2 separate regions of the Mus musculus genome follow, and region 2 is linked to region 1. Evidence: chromatin contacts called from public Hi-C data. All regions are on one chromosome and are shown on one strand. The core of a region is the stretch at or near the end of the contact, and the rest is flanking DNA. Distances in the headings are between cores, read along the strand shown. Region 1 overlaps 9130227L01Rik (RIKEN cDNA 9130227L01 gene). Region 2 has its middle 190 kb from the start of 1700003I22Rik.

Region 1 (5,258 bases), core at 2,208-4,707:
GACCCCAGAGAAGTCTGTGACAGCCCTCTAAGCCTCCCCTGAGCCAAGTTTTGCTATTCCTAAGAGGCTGGGGCATTGGGGTCCTTGACCAGGCCATGCCATGGCAACAATAACAATGTCCTCTTTCCCTCTCTCGTTACTCACAGGGGCTTCTTCAACTCTCTGCAGCCTAAACAGGCATTTCAGAGTTTACAGCCACAGTAAAACAAGCTCATAGTAGAGAAGACAGTACAGTATGTTGAGAGAAGCTTACATTTGAGAAACCCACAAACCTCCTAGCCCCCATACTCTAATATTGTGACATAACACTGTAGGAAAATAATGCAGTCTCTCCAAATATCAGGCTCTTTGTCTTCAGGACACAGGTTGTATTAACTATTGAAGTTATTAATCGGCAAGTGCCACTAGCAAGTCTGTGCCCTGAATATACATCGGGTCCTTTTATCTCTGTTTCTCCTAAATTGATTTAGGGAAGTTATATGGCGCATTTACATAGCTTGATGCACAGAGCAGGACAGGTTACTCCTTTTAGGCTTAGTGTTTACAACCCTGTGTGGTCACAATATTATTGACGTTATCAGGGTACTGGCGGAAGATTAAAGTGCAAAACCAGTTTCTTCTCTCAAGTGTCCCAAAGGTCTACAGAAGGAAGAGCCTCTGCAGGAGTACTATACCAAAATAAAAGTACTCCTGCTCAAGCAAGCTCAGCTAACTTGGAATGCTTATTGTTTTGTGAAAAGTGAAGACATCCTCAAACAAAGGCCATACCAAATCTAAGACTCCATATGGACGTTCACCCTCCCAATTCCCCCGTGCAACATCTCCTCCCCCTCTCCATCCGTCTCTCCTTCTCCCCCCCTCCCCCTTTCTCCTCTCTTTCTCTCTCTGGACTGCCTTCCGTGCTAAGATGAGAAACACCTGAATGCTCTGGAAGAGGGAGAACTAGCATTTACCTGCAGCTGTATTGATGGCTAGGCGTACCACTGTGGGGAAGGGAATAAACTTGAAAAAATGGTGGCAGGCTTGCAGCCAGACCTGTCCTGAGAGCCCTCATCCCCTGTTCCTTGGTTATGTTTGTGTCAACACTGTGAGTTTTGCAGGGATCAGACTCTGAATCTATCTCTACACTAACTCCCTAGGGTTACCTCACCTTCTTGGGATTTAAATGCTGTCCAGACTCTGAATAATCACAAATCTGTTTCCAGCCAGGCCCACTTTACTCGTCTAGGCATACCTACTCATTCCTTTACTGGATATTACTGTTTGAAGGTGCACCCTTCCAACACTATATGCTGTTACTCTTAAAGCGTATTTATTTGTTTATTTACTTACAAACTTACTTTCTGACTTTTGGACATAAGGTCTCCCATGTTGTTCAGGCTTCCATAATCACACATGTGTACCCTGTGCCTGGCTTCCAACCCTTGATGTATGAGATAGTCCTTCAAGCCTATCAATAATTCCTCTGATTTATCATTACCCTGGTTCTCCCCACTGTAGGGCACCATGCTACCAATACAGTTGCAGTCAGATGCTAGCTCACTGTCTCTTCGGAACCTGCCAATGGCTCTCCACTTCATCCTGGAGGCCACAGTTCAGTTTGCGCCTCTTCAATCTTATCAGGTCTTCATAAGAAGATGCCTCTTGGCCTCATCCCCCACTGTTCGCCCTGGATCTGAAGTGTATCCTTTCTTTTGTGTTGAGAAATCTGCTTTCTTCTATAAACCAGCTCCCCAAAGTCTTAACATATGTCTTGTCCTTTAAAAGGGCAAGGCTAGCAGAAGGCAACTTTAGAGCTATTTAAGAAAGAAGGAAAGTTATCCATTGAGGAAAGAAGATATTACTTTTGAGTATCGAGATGAGGACTGTAGCATGAAATAGAAATATGAAGTCAATCCCACGCTACCACTACCGCCAGCTGGGCACCAGTGGGCAGGCCAGGCACTGGCGGGCAGGCCGACCTGTTCTCATGTTCTCATCTTGGGACTTACTTTCTCTCTCTCTCTCTCTCTCTCTCTCTCTCTCTCTCTTCAAAACTATTTCAAAACTATTTCAAAATTAACAGGTAACACAAGTGGCACCACAGCTAACCTCCTAATTTGTAAGTCATTCTAAGTTAAATCCCCCGGTAACGGATCCCAGTGGATCTGCCACCTGAACCAGGGGTCTCTGCTACCTACACTTTGACCTCCACCTGTCTTCCCGTCCAAAAACAAGACCTTTTTCTGCCTCCTCTTACCCTCTCAACCCAGAAGTCCCGCTTACCCCTTGCCCAGTGATTGATTCCTAGAAATATTCATTAGGGAAAGGTTCACAGGAAGTTACCTGAGTATGTGATTCACTCCTTATCCCAGGCAGCCCCTCCTAGGGAAGCAGAATTAGCATCAAGATACAAACAGCCCCAGGGCTACCCACAACAGAGGATGAAGGACTCATCATAGGTTTAAAAGCATGGAAGTCAACTGGTGATCTCAAGAGACTATCCTGGAGTGTGGAGGAGAGAAGGGAGGTGTTTGGGGACATCATTCAGATACAACTTGTGGAGGGACTCTGTTCGAAAATGGACCAATAAATGGGGAGATGGTAGGTTGAAACACGGGTGGAAAAAAGCAAGTGAAATTGTGACAGGAGAGCGAAATTTAAGATGAACAGAGAATGAGTTGCTTGGGCTGCTTTCAGAAGGGACGATAACGACGTGATCCACCAAGAAGGAGAGAGTAAACGCCTGGGAGGCAAGCAAAACTCTGAATATCGACTTACCCCACAACACATCAGGTTAGATGATTCTACAATCTCTCTGATGGGTAGCTATGAACTGATATAAAAAGCCATTGCGAGTGCACCAGATGCTGTTGGGAACCTCAGAAGTGTAGCCCTGTGAAGGGTCCATACCATGAAGTGGTCCTCGGAACTGCCATCCAAGTAGATTCTACTGGATCTGGGGAGAGGGAAGAAACAAGAAATGGGTAAAGGAGTGGAGTGTCACAGACATCCTTAAAGGTGATATTTCATTCTCACTAAAGATCGATTGTTTATAACCTTGGTTGTGGGCCACGTGATTGTATGTATTATCTATGGTTCTTCCCAGAAGTGAGACAGAGACAGCAAGACTGGGGGTATGATAATAAAACTCTGGGTATTATGCAACGTACCCTGAACTCCAAAAAAGAATGGCAGAAAGAAGGAAATCCCAAAAAGTACAAACATACCCACACAAGACAGAAGCTTTCTAAATTTCTATTAGCCTCCCCGGGAAGGCAAATGTCTGTCTCAATACCTGAGACTGTTTTTTACTCAATTGTGGCTGCATGTGCTTTAAAAATGAACTGTGGATTCTTTGCTGAGGAAATGTCTTGATAACATAATGAATATTAAATACATCTCAGACCCACACAGGCGGTTCAGTAGTCTTTTTGTGGCAGCTCAGGAGTGCCCCCTACAGGCTGACGTTTAGAACGCAAGTAGAGGACCGGGAAAAGAAGCGGCATGTCTGAGGAGTCTCAGGGAACCTCCAAGGAAGGTTAGATACCTCAGCTGAGGAAGGACAAGAGGAAACAGGCACACAGCATGAATTCTTACTTTTCACTTTTTTTTTCTTTTGTGAACAGTAAGAAGTGAAAAACTTGTGCATGCATTTTCCTTTATTCAAGCACTATCTCCTATCACCCACGATAGTGAAAACTCATTAGTATAAACTGCTTTCATCTTTTGGTTGAAATCAATATCAATATTTGAAAACCCATGAAAATCAGTAAAAATACGATTAGCTGCTACCCGTGCAAGGAAAAGAGACCCACCTGTATCTAGTATCAGAAATGATTTGCATTTGATATCTGTAACATAAAAAGGAAATGCAAACATGTTTCTTAAAATGAAGATAGGTGAGCTCTGGGCTGAAATTTTATTCCCTTTTTCATTAAAAAAAATTTTCACGGGCAGGGGGAAGGACTTTCATCTACTTAAAATATTAATAATTATAAAAATACAAGCCATTAAAAGGCATAAAAATATATGCTATGACTATCAGTAATTTTTTACATAATAATGTAAATGATACATGGATATGTATTTCTGTGCTGGTGCACAATATGATGCAGTGTATAAATATATTAAAATAAATTAGAAGTAGAAATTTTATAGCATATCACTTGACCCAATTTTTAAAATCCATATGTCCTGATAAATGTCACTGTAATTTCCATTTGAAAGAGGAAAGGAAGGGCAAAATATTCACTAAAACTCTTTAAATGTTTTACTAGAGAGATTTTTGAATACTAATAATAGTGCAGTTTAAGTTATGAATGTATTTGATTTTGTAACTATTAAATTAAAGCCCAGAATTACATAAGTGCTCAGCATGGACACAACATGTTTATCTAAATTAACAGCCTTTTTACATGATCTTTGAATAAATGCAGATCTTTGGAAAACTTCATTTAACATCATAAAATGTTCATTTAGAGTCAATTTCAGATACATTCATAAGATATACATAAATGTATGTGATTAAATTGACAGATTATGCTCACAACCCTTCTTACAAACAGTGTTTTTTCCTACAGAAAGAAGAAATCAAGGTCATGGTTTGGTGATTTGTTTCCCTTGTGAAATTTTATAACATATATAAATATATATGTCCCAATATTTAAATTGCATAACAACATTATGAGGTCTATGTTTTCCGTAGGTGATGAAAGTCAGTGTAGTTAAGAAGCGCTGTTCGACACGTCAGTCTCCCTCCGTGGTGTTCTAGTGTCTGGCCTAATCGCTTTGCCTCTGTTGTCCTCACTGTCACAACAGGCATGGGAGGTGCCCTGATGGAGTCAGAACTACAGAAACGCCTACTTTAAAAAATTAGTGTATAGGCCCCACAAGTCTATACTAGAGGTAGTTAGCTTGTGATTCACTTAGTCACCTTACAAAATATGGTCAAGTGTACTTTAAAACAAAAATTATAATTTTAATAATATGTAAAACATTCAGCACCATAATTATTCTATGAGTTTAAATGTTAAAAGTGAGGGGAGAAGAGGGTGGGAAAGAAAGAAAAGAAAGAAAGTGAGAAAGTGAGAAAGTGAGAAAGAAAGAAAGAAAGAAAGAAAGAAAGAAAGAAGCAAAACAGCCCAGTGATTTAGGCAAATTAAATATTTATTAAAAATGACATTGTTTCAGAAGAAAACCTTAATACACCCAAGCAATAAATATGCAATGTATGTGTATATGTGTGTGTGTGTGTGTATATATATATATATATATAT
Region 2 (5,434 bases), core at 11-2,510, 250 kb before region 1:
ATTTATATTGCATCATCATAGTGAGGAGCATGCGGTATTTGCTCAGAAATAATATATCATTGCAACAGAACAGAAATTCTGTGCATCAAATATCCACATGCCAATTCTAGAAAGCCAAGGTAGGAAAGAGAGATACTACCCCAAATTCAGAAGGTGAGATAGCCAGACTTAGGACTATAAACAGACTGTTGGAGCTTTGTGAGAAAGAAGACAGAGGTGACAAAGGAAAGAACTGATCAAGAATTATACTCGAATATAGACTACATTTAAAATACGTGGCTGTGACACTCAGGCTAGGGATTATGGGACTAGAGCCATCGAGTTTATGGAAGCCATGCCAGACGCTGTCACTATGGCATCACTTTTTAACATTTAAACCTTTTATATAAGTGTACCGATGCGTGATTGCACAGTTAGCTGCATTGCTCTGAGAACGGATAACTGTACAACTTAACCCACAGTCACCACATCCCTAAGCATTCTCTCTTGCTATCCCTTCCCCACATTTCTGACAGCCACTGGTCTCACTCCTGTCTCTTCAATTCTGCTTAATATAAGCAGAAAACATAGTATCTTCTCCACTCTAATCTCCTTGACTTAACTTAACATGGACTTTTGAGATTTTGTTTTGAATTTGCCCTTTACACTGCTGAATAGTATTACTTTAACAAATATCCCGCAAATTTTCCACTATCAAAATTAATCCTTATACTAACGATGAGAGTTAACTACTTCTGATTAACTGAAAGTAGAGCTGAGGGCTCATGAGTTTCCTTGGCATCCTGGCTGTGCACATTTGCCACAGCCACATGCTGCCATTCATACCAATCCTCTGTAACCTCGAAACCCAAGGGTAGCATAAAAGTCAGATAGAAAAAAAAGTCCATACTTTATGTTAAGAGGAAAACTAGGAAGGAATTTCACAGAGATGGAACAAATGACTTCTCAAAATATTCACTAACAATTTGTCTCTCCTAGAAAAATCAATATGAAACGCTTGTTTAAGTGGGCAAACCTGATCTTTTTCATGTGTTTCCCTCCTCTCCCCAAATCCCACAAACCGTGTTTAAGTGCTTTAAAAGACAATGAGAATTTAGGGGAAACAAAACTCACTTTACACCCCTGGAGCAGTTTTAAGAGCTTGAAGAAAATTGAACTTCTGATTTGGATCGATTCCTGGGGACATTTGCCACAGCCACATGCTGCCATCAAATGTACAGTGCACGGCAAGAAGAAGCCACACTATAGATAGAAAAAGGACAAACTGCATGGGAATCTGTTCGCTTCTAAATATAACAGTTCATTTTCGTGTTTATATAGAGCAGTATCAAAGCTCTGCTTTGCCAATACTGGGTCTTATTTAATTCTTAGATTTATATTATTTCACCCATCGCCTGACTTTTGAATGTCTCATCTCCTCACAGGAGTGATTTTATGCAGATTTAGAAAACATGAAGACCACGATTCTTGCTGCCTTCAGTCCCGCAGCAAGCTCCCCTCCATTTTTAAACATAATCAAGGCACCCCGCAAGGGCCACCACAAGGGAATGTGTTTCACATCATAACACAGATGGCTTGTTTACACCATTTCCCCTTCTCGTAGAAATTTTTAGGGATGGATTCAAATTTTACTCCTTGTTGCCGTGTGTATCTTTTACTTCTATTCTTGTCAAAAACCCGGCGCTGCCCTTCACAAACAGGAAGAAACCATTCTGCTTTCATTTCTTCTAGTGTGCGAAGAGGCACAGGGTCAGCAGGGACTGTGGCCTCCTTCTTGCAGTTTGGCAACTCTTGAGCAACAATGTCCAGCATCCTTGAGACCACTCAAGGCTCACCTTGATGAAACCTCTTTTATGAACATTGTATGTCAGCATATTAAGTGATTGGCCTATCTACTTGATTCTCATGTATTAAGACTTTGAGCTGGCCTCCTTTTTCAATAATGATTCTTGGCTTTTATTGTACCTTAGAATTTCCTGGGGAAGTACCATCACGGCCCCATCCCACACTTTCTGAATGAATTGTTTTGAGGCTGGAGGCCTGAATACCAGAATTGTTCGTTTCCTTCAGGATCGTATTGGAGAGCCAGACTGTACACATTGGTCTAGAATTAACAAGTGTTCTACAGGACCTGGTCCAGAACTGACAAGTGTTCCATAGGATACCCATAGAGGACTTTATTTGCTTCTTTTTTCACTATACTTAGAAAAGATGCGCTTGCCATTTAAGGTTATAGAAGTGCATGGATGTGGGAAGGTTTCCATAGTGATGAATATTTATGGAGAGCATGGCAGCTCTCTTACCATGAATGCAACAGGTTGGTGAGAATGTTTTGTAACCTTTTGTAAGAAAAGGAAATTCATCTAGTTCCTGGAACACTTTTTCCCCAGCATCTTATCGTGGAGGATATTTAGCTACCCCTCTTCTCAAAATTAACAAGGAACGTATTCTTCAAAGCTGATGTATCACCGAAATATTATGCTTCTGTTATAAACTTGAACCCAGTATATTCTGTCATCTGGCCATACTGGAATAGCACCATCCCTTGCATACAGGATCGGACATTTAGCAGCATCCTTGGTGCCCTCTCTTTAACTGTCAGCAATGTTCCATTGCAGATATGTAATAAAACATGTCTACACATATTGTTAAATACCCTGCAAGGAGGAAGACTACCTTGTGCTGGGAAACATCACTAAAAGAAAAAAATGTATCTTCATATGCAGATAGGAATCTGTGTCATTACCCTTTCAATGCCGGCTATTGTCATGCTCACTTCTTTCCATTAAATACCTGTTCACAAAGCTATGTCAATATACTGTTGGCAAACTGGGACGAGCAGTGTTATATTGACAGTACTGTAAATCTTCCAACATGTGATGTTAGAAAAGGCCTGTTCTTATCACTGAAATGTGTAAGATGGTATGAGAGACAAAGCATATAAGAAATAGTGAACAACACTCTGCACTCATATTAGAATCCCCCATCTCAGATGTCCTGACCCTTCCATCTGGTTTATTTACAAAGACTATACCAGGCAAAATCATGGGAAGTTCTATTGATTCTCTACTTCCATTTTATGTCCTCTCCATAACCTTAAATCCCTGCTCCTTGCACATGCTCTGAAAGAGTACTACAACACAGGAGAAATTAGCATGCTACTGTGAATTTTTCTTTGACATAGCTTGTTTCCCTTGTGAAATGACATATCGTGTTTTTCTTAAAGCAATAGTGAACAGTGATTTTACTAGAAAATTGGGCTCTAGTCGGATTATTTGAGACCTTACATTTTTTTCGCCTGCATTTCGCCTGCACTATACTGATTGCCTATACTAATAACCTGTACTAACTTAGTCTAGACTAGTTCCAACAATTGCTGGGAATATGTTAATCTTATATTGCAATATAATTATATATGATACAATAATAATGTAGTCTATAAATAAAATAGATTAAGGAAAGAAAAGGATTGCATTTTTAGGATGATGTTTCCCCTTATCCTAGGTACATGAATTCGAATAGCTTTCATTCTACTTTCCTGGAGATTAAACGGGAACTAGCCAATCTTATCCACTGCAAAAGAAGATCTTATTAAAGATTGAGTGAATCTGAACACACTGTACATTGTGCACAACATTAATATTGAAGTCAGAGAAGTAAGGTTTGGGGAGAGGAGGACTCTTCACAGAGGCCCTAGGAACTGATGTGATTTTTAAAGGGCAATTAAAACGTACTCAAGTATATAAAGAAGATGAAGGGGAAACTCCCATGGCAGCAGAAGAACAGTAACATCCACAAGGAGAGAGGAGGAAGCTGAGCACACAAATGCTTAAGAGTGGTCTTTGTGAGATGGAACACATGTCAATTGTACTGAAGCTGACTAAATGTAAAATGCCCAATGGAAGGCTGGGAAAGCTTGGGTAGTGTCCCTGTCAATAAAGAGCACAGGAATGAAGACCAGAGTTCTGGTCCCCAGAACCCATATGAGTTGTGCTGTTCTATATGTTTAATCCCCATGCTGGGGAGGCAGAAACATATGGATTCTGGGGCTTACTGTTCAGCCATCCTTGGTAAACTCCAGACAGTGAAAGATTTTGTCAAAAACAAACAAACAAAAAACAAAACAAAACAAACAAACAAAAAAACCCTCAGGCGTGACCTTAGTATCACCTGAGGAGTGAGACTTTAAGATGTTCTCCAGACACCACATATACGCACACACATGTATGTATGTGTCCTCCCCATGTACCCACCCAACATGAACAGACACACACACACGCACACACACACACACACACACACACACACACACACACACATGCATAAACAAAAATATACCATAAAATTAAATATTAAATATATGTTTGCGTATTTTGAGGAATAACAAGGCCTGTGTGTGCATGTGTGGATTCAGGTATAACTCTGTCGACCTTACTTGAATGCAGTAGGTTTAGCATATGCATCTACCCTTTATAGAGTCAGGAAGAAAGTATCTTGGACTGCCTAGTAACAGTTGTATCAAAATAATACAATACAATCAAGAGCACATTTAAAATTGCATACACTTGCCACTTGCAAACCCACACTGAAGTAAGTGTGCAGTGGCCCCTAGCAACATGTCTGCATCTGTAAATCCTAGAAAGAACACAACCCTGTGTGGGGATATTTGGATGATAAATGATGAGCATGCTTATTTTCATATTTTATACATATACCTTGTAGTCCACAGCTAATGTTTTATTGTTAACTCGTCATTAACCCTTAACTGCACGCAGGGATAATGGAACACATCATTTTCACCAGACACTACACTAAGCTCTTAAATGTTACCACAATCATCCTATCAAATGCTTAATTGCTGTCTATGAATATGATCTATTACTCAGATGGCTGCAGTGAAGTAAGAAACGTGACATATACCTCAACTAATATCAGTGATCAGTGACAGAGCTAAAGCTACACCCACTAATCTTAATTCAAGAGCCCACATTTGACCCCTGTAGGGATCACCAACTTCCTTGACAGAAATAACAAGATGACCATTTGAGAATACACGGTGGCAGCCCATAATACTATGTAGTCCTCCTCCATTTCTTCTGCTCTCATGACCCCACATTTATCCCGCAATTAATTCTCATGAACTCCAAGGGGAACATCACTGATTTGCTTTGCCTTTTCATGCCCATCATCAGTGTCTCAGCCATCATATCCGGGACAGACACAGCACAGAGAGTGTTCACAGGTTGCTCAGGCGAAGCGGGCAAGACTAATGCGGACTTTTGAAAGTTTATGTATTTGACTCAGGGGTTCGAGGACACGGTTAGGAATTCCCCTCTGGGTGGTGACTCATGACCTAGCACCTGTGTCGTGACACACTATTTAGCAGATCGTTGCCTCATGGAGCTTTTTTCTACTCTCACTCCAGTCACGTATT

What was found. Hi-C and Micro-C count contacts between places; a contact is called where the count stands out from the background.
Region 2: a Hi-C map of cortical neurons shows a contact between it and region 1. The contact joins two enhancer-like sites. A contact is called at or near these places in 2 of 484 Hi-C or Micro-C datasets (cerebral cortex and cortical neurons), 1 of 115 datasets of contacts at active chromatin or transcription factors (bone marrow-derived macrophages) and 1 of 9 other capture datasets (embryonic stem cells).

Annotation. Positions count from the first base shown.
Region 1 is chr1:55,958,665-55,963,922 of GRCm38.p6, reverse strand. 9130227L01Rik (RIKEN cDNA 9130227L01 gene) reads right to left here. Exons shown (of 6, transcript NR_045837.1): 5 at 2,761-2,938. Among named protein-coding and RNA genes, the nearest start is that of 9130227L01Rik, 30 kb to the right of the region's middle. Within about 2 kb of position 3,457, at least 3 of the 459 cell types and tissues checked have an H3K27ac peak or open chromatin away from gene starts, as enhancers often do. A contact at or near this core is called in cortical neurons, where this site is marked.
Region 2 is chr1:56,206,992-56,212,425 of GRCm38.p6, reverse strand. No RefSeq gene overlaps it. Among named protein-coding and RNA genes, the nearest start is that of 1700003I22Rik, 190 kb to the right of the region's middle. Within about 2 kb of position 1,260, at least 4 of the 459 cell types and tissues checked have an H3K27ac peak or open chromatin away from gene starts, as enhancers often do. A contact at or near this core is called in cortical neurons, where this site is marked.